Linked DNA regions of Sus scrofa: all the other regions are linked to region 1. Evidence: chromatin contacts called from public Hi-C and HiChIP or PLAC-seq data. All regions are on one chromosome and are shown on one strand. The core of a region is the stretch at or near the end of the contact, and the rest is flanking DNA. Distances in the headings are between cores, read along the strand shown. Region 1 has its middle 19 kb from the start of VDAC3. Region 2 holds the start of SMIM19 (small integral membrane protein 19). Region 3 overlaps SLC20A2 (sodium-dependent phosphate transporter 2).

Region 1 (4,583 bases), core at 1,481-3,980:
GCAGGAGCTGCCCAAGAAATGGCAAAAAAAAAAAAAGACCAAAAAAAAAAAAAAAACAGACTGTAGCAAAAAAAAAAAAAAGACAAAGAAGGACGTTACATAATAATCAAGGGATTAATCCAAGATCAATCTAAGAAGATAAAACAATTGTAAATATAGGAGTTCCCTTCGTGGCGCAGTGGTTAACGAATCCGACTAGGAACCATGAGGTTGCGGGTTGGGCCCCTGGCCTTGCTCAGTGGGTTAAGGGTCCAGCATTGCCATGAGCTGTGGTGTAGGTTGCAGATGTGGCTCGGATCCCGCATTGCTGTGGCTCTGGTGTAGGCCGGTGGCTATGGCTCCAGTTGGACCCCTAGCCTGGGAATCTCCATTTGCCATGGAAGCAGCCCTAGAAAAGGCAAAAAGACAAAAAACAAACAAACAAAAAAATAATTGTAAATATAGATGTACCCAGCATGGGAGACCTGTATACATAGTGCAACAAATATTAACAGACACAAAGGGAGAAACAGTCGGTCACAATATTAGTGGGGAATTTAACACCTAACTTATATCAATTGACAGATCATCCAGACAGAAAATCAACCGAGAAACTTCAGGCCTGTCTATCCACTGCCCTTTACATAGATATATATACACACACATATACATACATACATATATATACGACATTGTATCCCAAAGTAGCTTAATAACATTTTCAAGTACACATGTAACAATCTCCAGGGTAGACCACAGAGGCCCAAGTCAATCCATGATAAGTTTAGGAAAACTGAAATCACAGTCAAGCATCTTTTCCAATCGCAACACTATGAGATTAGTCAATGATTATGCAATGTGCAGACAGCCATGACAGCTGCCCCCTCCCCACCTCAGTTATCTGATGGGATGACCTCCCTTCCCCTCCCCACGAGGGCAGAGGCGGGGCCCCTCAGAGGGAAGAGGACACTGGTAGACAGTCCTTTGAGTTAATCAGCTTCTTCCTCTAAAAATGCAAACACTCCTCGGACAAGGGACCCTCCTGGGAACCAGGCATCACTCTGCTGTGCAAGAGACAGGGAAGAGGGCCTGGGGACCATCTGCACACCACACAGGCTGCAAAGAGCTCATGCTCTCGGCTCAGGGTTCTTAAACTTCACTCTGCCTTCCCAAAAGGACTGACCCTCTGAGCAAATATGTAAGCACATTTATTCATTTTCAAAATCAGTCCTCCTGGTCGCCTCAGAATGAGCTGCACAATATAAACTGAAAGCAGTTCAGTCCCTCAGAAAATGAAACATAAGATCAATGAGGTGGTTTAAGCACACGGGGTAGGAGAAGGAGCCTTTGGAGACGACACGGTGTTCACTGAGCCTTAGACAAAGCTGTGTCCATTCTGCTTACCCGAGGGAGGCCATCCTTGCCCACTGCCCCCAAGTGCTCCTAGATGATGGCACCAGGGCTAGGACTCCTCGCTGGGAGGCAGCGTGGTGCAAGGGGCCTGGCCCAGGACAGGACTCCATGAGCAAGTCTGTTCACCTTCCTTCTTGGACTGGTCATTACCCACTACCTCACTTTTTAAGGAGAAGTCCCCTCAGGAGAACTGTGCTGAGCACAGAATTAAGTCAGATAATGAAGGAAAGGAACAAAATAAGCCAGTTAGATGAACAAGGTGAAAGAGCTGGAGACTGAGGAAACTGGAGACTAGGTTCTCTGCATGCCTGGTGAGACCTGTAGAATGTGGGGAAATGTAGCCCTGTTCTTGGATTAACTGTCACCTTCTTAATAAATACCTTTGCAGCACATGATCCTTTATTATTGAAAAGACCCTGAAACATATTTCAGGAAAAGGGAAAAAAATCACCTATACTCCGTCATCTCACCACCATCCATTTTGAAACGCTGCTCTTTGAAACCTGGAGCTGGCCAGGTACTGGGGCAACTCAAGCACAGCATGAGAACAAGTTTAGCAGCCAAATGGTAACAGGACTGGAGCAGCCCCAGGATTTTGACAGTGTCTCAGCTTCGTCCCGGTCGGCACTGGTCAGACCATGTCCACAACTGTGGTGTCTAGAAAAGGGACTGTGTCCTGGGCCAGAGAAGGAACGTGAGAGGTGACTAAGACCTTGGAAAGGAAGCCCAGGAAGGAGGTGAGGTTTAATCTGCCTGCTTTTGTTTAGGAAACATAAGGAATTAAATCTGACTTTAAGCCAGTGTTTCGGGCTCAACAAAGGTGATCAGCTGTTGGCTAGAACAGGAACTTGACCAGAGCCAGAGTGATGGGATTTCTGGCTTTGACACTTAGAGGTTAAATCCAACCTGGAATGTAGATTCCAAGCTATGAGTTGGGAGGTGCTGGGGAAGGGAGGGAGGAGCTCAAAGGGAAGGAGATAGACTGACTCAAGGGCAGAAGGCACCAACCCCACAGCTGGGCCATCATCTTCCACTGGCAGCAGCAACAGCAGCACCCAGTGGAGGCAAATGTAATTGCAGCTGTGACCCTATTTGCAGATCCTTTTTAAACTGCAGCAGTGAAGTCACCTCCCAGAATGTTAAGGGTAAACATAATTCAGAGAATCACTAGAAATGTCAGGAGTTATCTGTGCTGCCGTGATGGCCACAGGGAACTAGGAGTGCCTGCCGAAGGACAACTTCAATCCATTCACAAAAATCCCAAATAGGCCTGCTTGCAGGCTGGCTCCATCCATTCATCAGTAAATGTCCACTGTGCACCCATCACATGCCATGTGCTGGTCTGGCCACAGGAGGCAGGAAGACAAAAAGACTGCCGTCCAGGGTGGCTGCTGCCACCATGAGGGTGTTTCCAGAGGGCAGGGCCCTGGGGAAGGGAAGCTTCCCCAAAGAGGCAGAAACTCGGCAGAGACCCCAGCCAGAGCACTGGTGCTGTGGGGAAACAGCGTATCTGCAGGTGCCCGCAGACCAGCTGAGAAGAGGTGTCCATTCACAGGCCACAGACAGGAAAGGTCTGAGGTCAGGAGATCAGCTGTGGGTGTGGTGAGCCATCCAGGAAGGTGGGAGCAGTGGGGGGCAAGGGATGAGAACTATACACTAACTTACACCAACCCTGGGAGGTGTGGACACGTCTCCGAGGTGGACCAGCCAGCTCTCCAGGGGGAGGGAGGGACAGCTAAGCTTAAATGCACACACTATGCACTAACGTCTCTGAGTGACTGGTCTCTCTGCCCTTCTGCTTTCCATTCCCTCCACCCGAGGGAAAGAGAGCATCTGACTGGTATGTTGAGAATGAGCCGGACTTGCTGGAATCACCTCCATAGAGCGCAGGCACACCTTCCCCTCTGTGCCACCCCAGCCAGGCAGTGGGGAGGCCCGGGCGGCCAACACTGCTGCCACTCTCGCCCTGAGCAAAGTGTCAAGTAGCCTTCACAGTGGTTTATTTTTTTATTTTTTTCTGTCTTTCTTTTTAGGGCTGCACCCACGGCATGTTCCCAGGCTAGGGTTCCAATTGGAGCTGTAGCTGCCAGCCTGTGCCAGGGCCACAGCAACACAGGATTGGAGCCGTGTCTACAACCTACACCACAGCCCACAGCAACACCAGATCCTTAACCCACTGAGTGAGGCCAGCGATCGAACCTGCATCCACATAGATGCCAGTCAGGTTCGTTAACCGCTGAGCCACAACTGTAACTCCACTTTCACAGTGGTTTAGAAGAAGCTACCTTGTCCTAACCCACAACTGATTTAAAACCAGAGTGAGTGAGGAGTTCCCTGGTGGCTCAGCTGGTTGAGGATCCGGCATTGTCACTGCTATGGTTGGTTAGATCCCAGGCCTGGGAACTTCCACATGCTGTAGGCGTGGCCAAAAAAACAACAAAGCAGAGTGAGTTAGAACTGGCTATCACCAGACCACCCTTACTCGGAGAAGGACCTTACCCTTCAGTCTGAGGGCAAGCCCTGTGCATGAAAGCTCCACACTAACATGACCATAGGCTTAGAGGACCACCAAGGTGGAGGACAGAACCTGAATATCTCACATGCAAGTGGAGGGCAAAGGGGTGCTGTTTATAAGGGGAACAAGCAGAGGGAAGCTATCAAAGAGCACACATGGCGCGCCCATCGGAACCTTGGTGTTAGAGGGTCTTACAGGGAGGGCTCCCTGCGCAGAATCCACAGCCTCCGTGCATGTGCACGTTGCTAACACTGGGGCCCAGAAACAGCTCTGGCTCTTTCTCAGGGCTCCTCTGTCCAAAGTTCTAGGAGCTGAGCCTGGTCAAAAGGGCCATGAGCCTCCATGCACAGACACTTAGTAACGAAATGAAACTGTAGGCCATCTACTGCCCTCTGCCCCTGAAGTGGTGGAGCTCTGACTACGATGAGGGATTAGCAACGCATGGTGTCTTGGAGAGGTAACTAATATCTAAAATATGGTGTGTGAATTTAATCTCAGTACAAAATTTAATAAAAGCCTCCTTGTCACAATCCACACCAATACTCTGATCAAGCTCTCTGTCTGGGTAACTTTCTTAAGGTGTTTCCTGCCCCAGCCAATGGCTGGGCCTTGCCAACCTGGACCACAGACGCACTCACCACCGCCAGACACACTCTTGCTGCAGCCGCAGGGGCTC
Region 2 (4,583 bases), core at 745-3,244, 120 kb before region 1:
ATTCAGGGCTTTCCGGAGAAAATTGAACTTTTTTGGACATACCTTTCCTGTAAAGTCATCCTTGAACTCTTTCAGTAAGGAGATACTAGGATGCTGAACGTAAGTATCCAGAGATAAAGTTGACAAGTATGACAACTAGGGCTTGATTTCATTTGACAAACTTTTAGGTAGAGAACAAGAACTCTTCTTGGGCTCAAGTGACTGTTTCATAAGGTTTTTTTTTTTTTTTTTTTTTTGTCTTTTTGCTATTTCTTGGGCCGACTCCCGCGGCATATGGAGGTTCCCAGGCTAGGGGTGGAATCGGAGCTGTAGCCACCGGCCTACACCAGAGCCACAGCAACGCGGGATCCGAGCCGCGTCTGCGACCTACACCACAGCTCACGGCAACGCCGGATCGTTAACCCACTGAGCAAGGGCAGGGACCGAACCCGCAACCTCATGGTTCCTAGTCGGATTCGCTAACCACTGCGCCACGACGGGAACTCCGTATCATAAGTTTTAAAACAGTTTCCTGATTTGCAGTTCCTGATACCATGTCTATTTAGGTGGTTCAATTTTGAGGATCACTTGTCAGCAATTAGCTCTCAAAGCTTTCCTATCTTGAAACAAATTCAGATAAGAATCACTTATAGAGCTCCAAGAGTGTCTTTCAACACAGCCCAACTCCTAAGTGTGATTTTCTTGCAGTCCTCTGAATCCCTAAAGGTTTGAGTTCCTCAAACGGAAATGTATAAGCTCACAGGGCTTCCACTAAGACGAAGGAAATTAACATTTGAGGGCGCCTGTGCTGGCAGCGCCCGCATTCTCTGAATTTTCACAACCCGCCTGCTGGGAGGCACTAAAGTTCCATTTGGCCGAAGACCGGGGATGGTGGTGGTGGTTTTGCAACTTGCCCAAAGCCGTCGAGGCCAGGGTATGGAGGGAAGTGTAGTCACATACCTAACCCCCAAACGTGAACGCTTCAGGCCCCACCCAGACCCGTGACACCCCCAGGTCCTGGAAAGAAGTGTGGTGAAGCAGGCACCTCGAAATCCATCCCCCACCCCCGTGTAAGCGGCCAGGGCAGGAGCGGCCTGGGCGCCGGCGCCCGCAGGCTGCACGGTGCGATCCTAAAGCGCGTCCGCTAAACCCAGCGGTCCCCAGCCAGCCCCGGCCTCGCGCTGGGGAGACCGCGACTTCCACCTCTCCATCCGCGTTTCCGGAACTCGGAGCCTCCCTACTCCCTCCCGCCTGAGAGGCTCAAGCGGGGCGCAGCGGCTGAGAGGCCCGGACGCCGGCGGGCAGTGGGCCGGGCACCGGGCTGGGGGCGCCTGCCCCTCCCCGTCTCCCCCTCCCCCACAAGCCGGGGCGGGGCGCACGGCGGGGGCGGGGCCGGACGGGGGCGGGGCCGGGCGGCCGCAGGCGCGGGGCGCGGGTCCACTCACGCTGCTCGCTCCGCAGGCGGCGCGAGGCTGGGCTGCTCTGCTCGGGGCTCCTTCCCCCGCAGTTGCGGCCGGACGCGCGGAGCCGGTTACCGAACGGACCCGGACGACCTCTGCTTCGTCATTTCCTGCCGGCCCGTTGGCTTCCGGATGGAACAAGGAGCCAGGTCTTTCCCCCCCGCCCCCCTCTCAGGGTTTGAACCGGAGAAGCGCAGCGACGGCCCCGGTGCCGCCTCCGGGCGCGTGAGTGGAGCCCGGTTCCCTTCCCTCCCCCGTGGCGCGGCGCCGGCCCCGCCCCCGGCCCCTCCCCGCCTCCCGGACCCGTAGCTACCCCGGCCTGCTGCTACCTCGGGGCTCCAGGGCGGTGGGTCTGGCCGCCGGCTGGAGGTCCACGTGGGTCCGGCCGCGGCGCGTCCGAGCGGGCCGGGAGAGGGGCCGGGTCCTCCGGGAGCGCAAGCAGCTTCCCGTCCCGCCTCGGCGCTCCTGGGCGCCGCTACCCGCGCGGGAGAACGAGTGTGCCTTGGCCCACGGTCGAGATTTAGCTGGAAACGCAAAGATTTTCTCTTTTCGTAATGAGGGCAGAGGGTTACTTTTAGTATTTACTTAGGAAAGCACGTGCTCTCCACACTTTTGCTGCACTTTTCTTGTCATAATAAATGATGCGTGCTGAGAGTATTGAAGTGTTTTAAAAACTGGATGTGCCCAGGATGCTGTAGTATTATTGTTAAAGTGACTTTGGGGTATTTAAGATTTGTGTGTGTGTAAAGAGTTGAAAAATTCTAGCTCGAGACAGGTAAAGAATTTATGTAGGATTTCAGCATCAGCATTGAAGTAATCCGATTTCAGCGGTTGGCGTAGCCTTGCAAATAAATGGCCACTTGTTCACGTGCTCGAGGTCTTAACTATTCATTTTGAGCGTGTTCTCTAGGATCAGCTGACTGCTGATTATAATTCATACTAGACCTTGTAGAGGTTGTATCCTTAATTGACAAGCAGAGATTAGAGCTAAGATTTAACACTCTACCCTTAGCAAGTTTTCTCTGCTTCTTTGTGGATCATTCTGTTAAAATTAAACTCAACTCTTCTGTAGAGGAAGAGCATTCCTTGGTATATAACAAAAGCTTTATTTTTAGTAGTAACATATTAGCTTATATATAGTATGTATATATAATCATATATGTAGTTTTGTAACTATTTAGTACAACTCCAAAGTTGGAAAATTAGAATCAATAATAATTGGGTAATGTTGAGTACCTACCGAGTGTTTGCCAGGCCTGTGCCATACTTTCTTTCATTTAATCTTCCAGATAACTTTTTGCATAAACATAGGTTGTTCAGAAATATTTGAGTACACGAGTTGATTTGAATGTGTCCAAGTGTGGAATATGTACATTAATTACTTCTGTTTCTGTTTTTTTTCAGTTTTTTTTTTTTTTTTTGTAAAATAAGGGTGTTGGCAGTATATAATGACTCAGAGAGTAAATGAATGTGTTTTTCAAGTTGGAAGAGGGCTTTACAATTACATGGAAGGGCAGTCAGTCCCTTCATTAGGGTATTCAGTAGTTTCCAAAGCCCTGTGTCATGTCTCTTTATCCAAGTTGCCATTACGTATCATTGTCACGCAATGAACAGGCCAGGCTTAGGACACTGGATAAAGGTAAATGTTGGGAAAGCCTTAATGTCCCCTTCTGAAAGGCCCCCTCTTTCCATATTTAGTTTCTAAGTGACATTCTTAATAAGAGTTAACAAATGACAGTCAAGCAGGAAGAGTAATTTTCTAGTACCAAACCAAGGAAATAAAAAACAGTGAATTGGCTATTACTTCTTAACATACCTGTGAATGTTAAGAATCTTGGGTAATCCATGCTGTAGGAGTTCTACCTGATTTTTCAGTTTGCCTTGAAATGTCTTCAACATATTCCAGTCCAGTATTTTGTGCATTAACAAGTTAAGTTTTTGGAGTTCCCCCCCATGACGGAGTGGGTTAAAAATCTGATTGCAGTGGCTCAGGTCACGGTAGAGCCCTGGGTTTGATCCTCGGCAGTGAGTTAGGCTGTTGGTGCAGCTGTGGCGGAGGTGGCAGCTGGGGCTTGGATGTGGTCCCTGGCCCAGGAATTTCCACATGGCATGGGGGTGGCCAAAAGAAAAGAAAGGAAAAGAAAAAGTTAATTTTTTGACTGGATTTAATTGAGTAGTTTTGACTTCCTTAATCCAGAAGTTTTATTTTGACTGTGTTTCCAGAGATACAGTTTAATGATGTATGGAGGAATAACAGTGATGAGAATGATGGTGGGATCCAGCAGTTGCATCTTGTGAGAGCAGAAATAGCTGAGAGAACGTGCAGAGGATGAGGGAGGGAGGTGCTTGGAAATGTGTCGTATTTGCGGTTGGAGCGTATTTTCAGATAGTGCTCCATCACTGGAGGAAGAGGATTGAGAATGCTCTGCCGGTTAGGATTTTACGAGAACCTTCTTTGACCTGAAGGCATTTTCCCTGGGGAGGGGATGAGTGATTTGTCATCAGTGGAAGGATGTAGGAAGCAAAAGCTGCATGCATGTCTTTTCCGTGGAGTTACTATTTCCACCCATCGTGACTGATTCTTGCCACCACATGCATGTTCAGGCACATTCCTAGTAGAGATTTGATATTTGTGGGCAGCCACTAGTAGGAGAAGGAAAGAAGAGAAAGGGATGGCAAGTGACAAAGCACAGAGCTTTGGTTAATAGGCTTTCACTGGGGCACAATTTAGCGGCTGCGCCTCCACAGCCTCTATTATGAAAACCGTTCTGATAATACCGACTGTGTCTATAACTCTCTTCTATGTATCTGGAAATATGGAGAATCAACCTTTGAACATGCCTCAAGGAACAATGGAACACACTTAGAATACAGCCTATGACAAGTTTGTCATTTCTCATGCCAGCCATTTCTGTACATTTGTCACTTTTGGAGGCCGGGGTGACAGAATGCCAGCCTTGGCTCGTGTGTACGAGGCATTTAAACCATGTCATGTCTCACCAGGTTGGAGAACAGGTCCTTCTTCCTTCCTCCCTTCAGAACTCGGCTCTCAAGTGGGTGCCCTTTTCAGCTCCTGGGGTGCAGGGGCCTTTTCTGGGTCCCTCCTGGCCATCTGCCCGGAGGCGGGGACAGTGTCTGCATCGC
Region 3 (4,583 bases), core at 786-3,285, 80 kb before region 1:
TTACACTGTAGCCACAGCAGTGCGGGATCTGAGCCACGTCTGTGACCTATACCACAGCTCACGGCAATGCTGGGTCCTTAACCCACCGAGCGAGGCCAGGGATCGAACCTGTGTACTCGTGGATACTAGTTGGGTTCGTTACAATGAGCCACAATGGGACCTCCCGTCTCCTGTATGCTTTTGTTTTAGTTTCATGGACCTGTTGGACTGAGACCCCAAACGTCGCCCCCTCCACCTGCATCGCTCTGCCCCGCCCTCCCCATCACCCACAGTTCATGAGAACCAATTGGGCGGAGTTAACTTGCTTGTAAATGATGCACAGAGAGTTGTCTCTACTGTCATAGGTGGCCTGGAGCAGTCGACTAGCAGCTTCTTCTCGCTGGTGAAGAGGAAGCAGCTGGGTGACTAATGTACATTGGAAGATAGACTATTTTCTTTGGAATGTTTTGATTCTTGAATTTTGGAACAGGTGTGGCCAGGGTTGAAAGAAACAGTGGAATCCATACTCGGCGTATTTGACATGCAGAGAACGGGGAAACTGCTCGGTGGGTGCTGCCTGCCTGCAGCACAGTGGGCGTGGGCGCCATCGTCGGCCTGTTCCTCTCCCAGCCAAATCCGATGTAGAAATATTTATGGTGTATTGGCTTTTTTGGTCTTTTTGTTTTGGGTTTGTTTTTGGTTTAGGGAGGAAGTAACGTCTTAGCTTAGAAACTCTTCGGCTGAACTATGCCGTAATAGGATGAGGAGGATAATTGTGTCAAAAGTAACCTCACGATGCCCTGAGTCTGGCGTAAAGAATTCCAGAGTGAGTTCACTGCGGATCACCGAGAATTGATTATGAATCAGAGCTCAGCCATCTTTGATACGTGCCCACTTCGTTCCCTTGGGGACAGAGGGGAGGTGGGGGCACCTCCGGCGACTTGGGTTGGGGTGGTGGTGAGCACACGGCCCCCCATCTCGTGGGTGAGTGGGTGCTGGTCACAGCTGCCTAGGCCGGGCCTGGGGGTGGATTCCCAGACTGGCAGCCAGCAGGCTGTGTGAACAACAGGAAAGGGTTGTGGCCCCCAGCTCTTGCCAGTGAAAGCCAACCTGTTCGCCACTTTGGGTGACGGGCCACAGGCAGACAGTGCTCCACAGGGATATGGTCAAGTCCTGTGGGTCTGTGTCACCTGCCTGTGCCAGAGAATCAGGGTGTGAGCCCTGCAGCGCAGCCCTGGGATTTGGGAGTTGAGTCAAATAAATCTCTCGAAATCTAAACTGGCATATGACATTTTAAAATGAGGAAAATATGCAGCTCTGAAAAGATTTGTGGGATTATAGCCAAATAGTTACTATGGAAGATAGGTCATGGGGAGGTTAGGAGGGGGCGGGGTAATCCAGTGCCGATCCTGAGAGAAGCGCGGGACAAGTCATTGAACGTCCGCCCATTTAAGAAAACAAAATGGGAACCCGACGTCTCCCAGAGATGTGTGGCGATCTGATTGATGTTGGCGCATGCCTTGATATCTTTCATAAAGTGTCCAGTAAGAGCAAAACATGGCAGAGCAATTTAACGATCTACAGCAAACTGGCCTGAACCATCTTGAGTTGCGATTCAGCAGTCGCTGTGTGTCTTTGACACAAGTCTTTCTTATTAAAGGCAGGTTGTATTTTTTCAAAGAAAGTTCCGTGCTACTCCGAATATTCTTTCAAGTGTCAGCGGTATCCTTGGGGTCTTTCACGGTCAGCTTGAGCTTTAGCATACTTCTTAGACGGCCAGTGTACCCTTCCAGCCTGTACTTCAAAGTGCTTCTTGTCAGGGATGAGGCCTTTCGGGAATCTTTGAGGTGTTTGTTTTCAGTTGTAATTTATCAGTGAACCCGTACCTCAGAGCAGCTCCTTGGGCACTGCAGAAGACAGACCCAGGAAACAAACAAAATTCGTTCATGTTGTATCGAGAGAAGAGCTCTCATTTAAGGCTATTTGTTGGTAGACTTACTGGTGTGTGTTGCCTTTGACGCCTGCTTAATTTTACACAGTACTGGTAAAGCATCTGACAGAAGGTCCTCTTACTTGGTCTTTTCTGAACATGCAGCACTGCCACCTTGTTGCCAAAGTTTTGTCTGATTGAAAGTGCTTGAAAATCAAATGAACTCCTGTTGTGTAAAAGAGCTTACTCTGTCGGTGCTTGCAAAACAGCTTAAAAGGAGATAGTATTCTTGGACTGAATTCAGTAATTAGCATAATTGTGATGCTCGGTATTGTTCCCCAGAGCACGCCCCTTGGCCAGATCTCCCATTAAGAGGACACCGATGTTGTCCTGTTGGATAAACCCCCGCACACATGATGCAGATCAGCGAGTTCCTGCCGGCCTCGCCGGTGCAGTTAATTTTAGCTGGGGTTTGTTCTATGAGTTGTAAAACTGTTTACCCAAGTAGAAGTTAGTAAGCTGAAATGTGACTTCTCGCCCGATGTGAGAGGAGCCTGTTTTAGACTGAGATTGTGTTCGTGATCCCAGGAGCAGTCTTCTGAAGAATTGCAGCTCCGATTTCCTTTGAAAGTACTTTGTAAGTACTGAGTGAATGTCTGAGATTTTTTAGAAATCTTTGTTCTTTGGTCTTTTCTCCTTGAATCTTCCTAATGTTGCTATCACAGTAATTTTTTTTTCTCTCTCTCGGGGAAACTGGAAACTCTGGGATGGGTACTTGAGGGTGTTCTAAGAATGGAGCCGAAAGGTTTTTTTCCTGAAACGTATTCTGCTGCAAGAAACCTGCCTTACTCAGTTTGCCTAGGAGAAAGTATTTGATTCTTACTATTTTTATCTTTGCAAAAGCAACCTGTGGATTATTATATATTTTACCAGTTAAAATCTTTGGTTAATAGAGTGGTGTGTTAATGAGCTTTATTTTCAATGGTAACCTAACTCTTAGAGGAAAAAACATGTTAAAAATTCCTGTGGAATTGTACTTACCGTGAGCTACAAGTTTATGTGCAGAAATAATGAGAGTGTCAAATGTGATTTTGTAAAATATGCAGATGGCGAGTTTTTTCTTTTTAAGGAGGATTGTTGTCCTTAAAAACAGACCCTCCTACTCCTAAAGAGAAGCTCTTAAAAAAATAAAGGTAAATTTAGGAGGATGCCTTTGGCTAGTAATTGAACGCATCCTCTGGAAGATGGATTTAGTAATCGCAATTAATCAAAGGTCATGGAATTCCCTAATCCTGACTCTGCTCTTGATTTAACACGTTGCTGCCAATTTAAATTTGGACTGAAGAAACCTAAAGATTTTAACCTAGAATAAATATTTTGAGTTGAGTCTTAATCACCTTTGCTAAAGTTTGAAGTGTTTTAATTCCAAGGACTCTGACTTCATGCCAAACAGCTTGCTTATGACAGGGAACCGACAGGAATTTCTTAATCCATTAACGGGTAAATTATCTCCCCTCTGGGAATGTGGATTTTAAGGCACCGACTCTAATGGGTGGTGTCTTTGCTGTTCCCCAGACCTCAGGGCTCCAGTATCTGTGGGCCTAGAGGAAGGCATGCCCTTAGATGCCATTTTCCATTTGGAAAGCTGCATTTAAAGACTTCTTTGTTGTTATGTATTGTCTGATTTTTAAATCCCAACGACCCAAGGTGCCAACAATGAAAGGAAATGTTTCAGTGGCACAGTTAGTAGGACAAGAATGTAAGAAGGAAAAAGAGAACTGAGTTCTTGGGCTATTTTTAGAAAGAAACTTAAAAAAAAAAAAAAAAAAAAAAAAACCTTAAGCCTTTTTATTGAGCCGAAGAGAAGTGTGCCGCCCAGATCCCTGGCAATTATAACGGCAAAGTCTGTAATGTCATCTTCAGCCGTTCAAGGGCCGATGAGCGTGTCCTTCAGAGTATATACTTTTATCCAAAGGAACTAACTGTTCTTCTGTTAACTGTTACCAAGGCACCATCAGAATGCCAGGCTTTAGAGGTGTGCTGTAGTTGGACATGAGCTCATTTTCAAGCTGTTATTCATCTGCTCCGTTGTAGTTTAGTCCTGTGGAAAAGAAAAGCTGTTTAAGAGCCATCTAGTTTTTAATTTAACAAAAGGAGTTTCCAGAGGTGTTTGCACCATGAGGAAGCCTGTGTTCTTTTAGGAGGAGTTGCTGAAATGCTCATCACCACTTGCAGCCTGTTGCCTTGGTGATTTACGCGCGCTGTGAAACAGTGATAGAGGCAGAGGAGCACGTTTCCATGATGTCAGGGTCGGGGTGGGACTCTCTCCTGTTTGCCCGTGATGATGCTCCTCCCTGCTACGGTCACAGTCCCCTCCTGAGAAGAGGCTTTGTGGACTGGCCGTGACCTTGGCCCTGACAGGTCCCTGTGCACTCACCTCAGCCTCCCACGGGAATCCAGATGCCGAGAAACCTGGGTAGCTCTGGGCTGTGGCCGGAGCCTGTGGCTTCAGCTGTGTGCTGGGCACACTGCTCTTGACTTGATGCCTCCAGTCGTGTGTGCCCTGCTCTCCTGGCAGCCCGCCCTCCCGTCCTCATCCTCCCCCTCTCAAAATAGTTCTAGCCCCAGAGGCCCTGACAGAGGAACTCCTGACTGCTCTGGATTCCTAGAGAAG

The links. A called contact is a pair of places that touch in the nucleus more often than the background predicts. HiChIP or PLAC-seq counts read pairs in DNA pulled down with a chosen protein or histone mark.
Region 2: a contact with region 1 is called in a Hi-C map of skeletal muscle, with 3 times the contacts expected there. The contact joins the promoter of SMIM19 here to the enhancer-like site in region 1. A contact is called at or near these places in 2 of 5 promoter capture datasets (fetal liver and liver), 7 of 47 Hi-C or Micro-C datasets (alveolar macrophages, embryonic fibroblasts, fetal skeletal muscle and 3 more) and 2 of 2 datasets of contacts at active chromatin or transcription factors (alveolar macrophages and skeletal muscle).
Region 3: a contact with region 1 is called in an H3K27ac HiChIP or PLAC-seq map of skeletal muscle. The contact joins two enhancer-like sites. A contact is called at or near these places in 8 of 47 Hi-C or Micro-C datasets (embryonic fibroblasts, fetal heart ventricle, fetal skeletal muscle and 2 more) and 1 of 2 datasets of contacts at active chromatin or transcription factors (skeletal muscle).

What each region holds. Positions count from the first base shown.
Region 1 is chr17:11,429,683-11,434,265 of Sscrofa11.1, reverse strand. No RefSeq gene overlaps it. Among named protein-coding and RNA genes, the nearest start is that of VDAC3, 19 kb to the right of the region's middle. Within about 2 kb of position 2,730, at least 20 of the 83 cell types and tissues checked have an H3K27ac peak or open chromatin away from gene starts, as enhancers often do. A contact at or near this core is called in skeletal muscle, where this site is marked.
Region 2 is chr17:11,547,318-11,551,900 of Sscrofa11.1, reverse strand. It overlaps SMIM19 (small integral membrane protein 19), which reads right to left and starts at 1,994. Exons shown (of 4, transcript NM_001190223.1): 1 at 1,769-1,994. It overlaps SLC20A2 (sodium-dependent phosphate transporter 2), which reads left to right and starts at 2,278. Exons shown (of 12, transcript XM_021078067.1): 1 at 2,278-4,583.
Region 3 is chr17:11,509,248-11,513,830 of Sscrofa11.1, reverse strand. The region is part of intron 2 of SLC20A2 (sodium-dependent phosphate transporter 2); the gene reads left to right. Among named protein-coding and RNA genes, the nearest start is that of SLC20A2, 38 kb to the left of the region's middle. Within about 2 kb of position 2,035, at least 22 of the 83 cell types and tissues checked have an H3K27ac peak or open chromatin away from gene starts, as enhancers often do. A contact at or near this core is called in skeletal muscle, where this site is marked.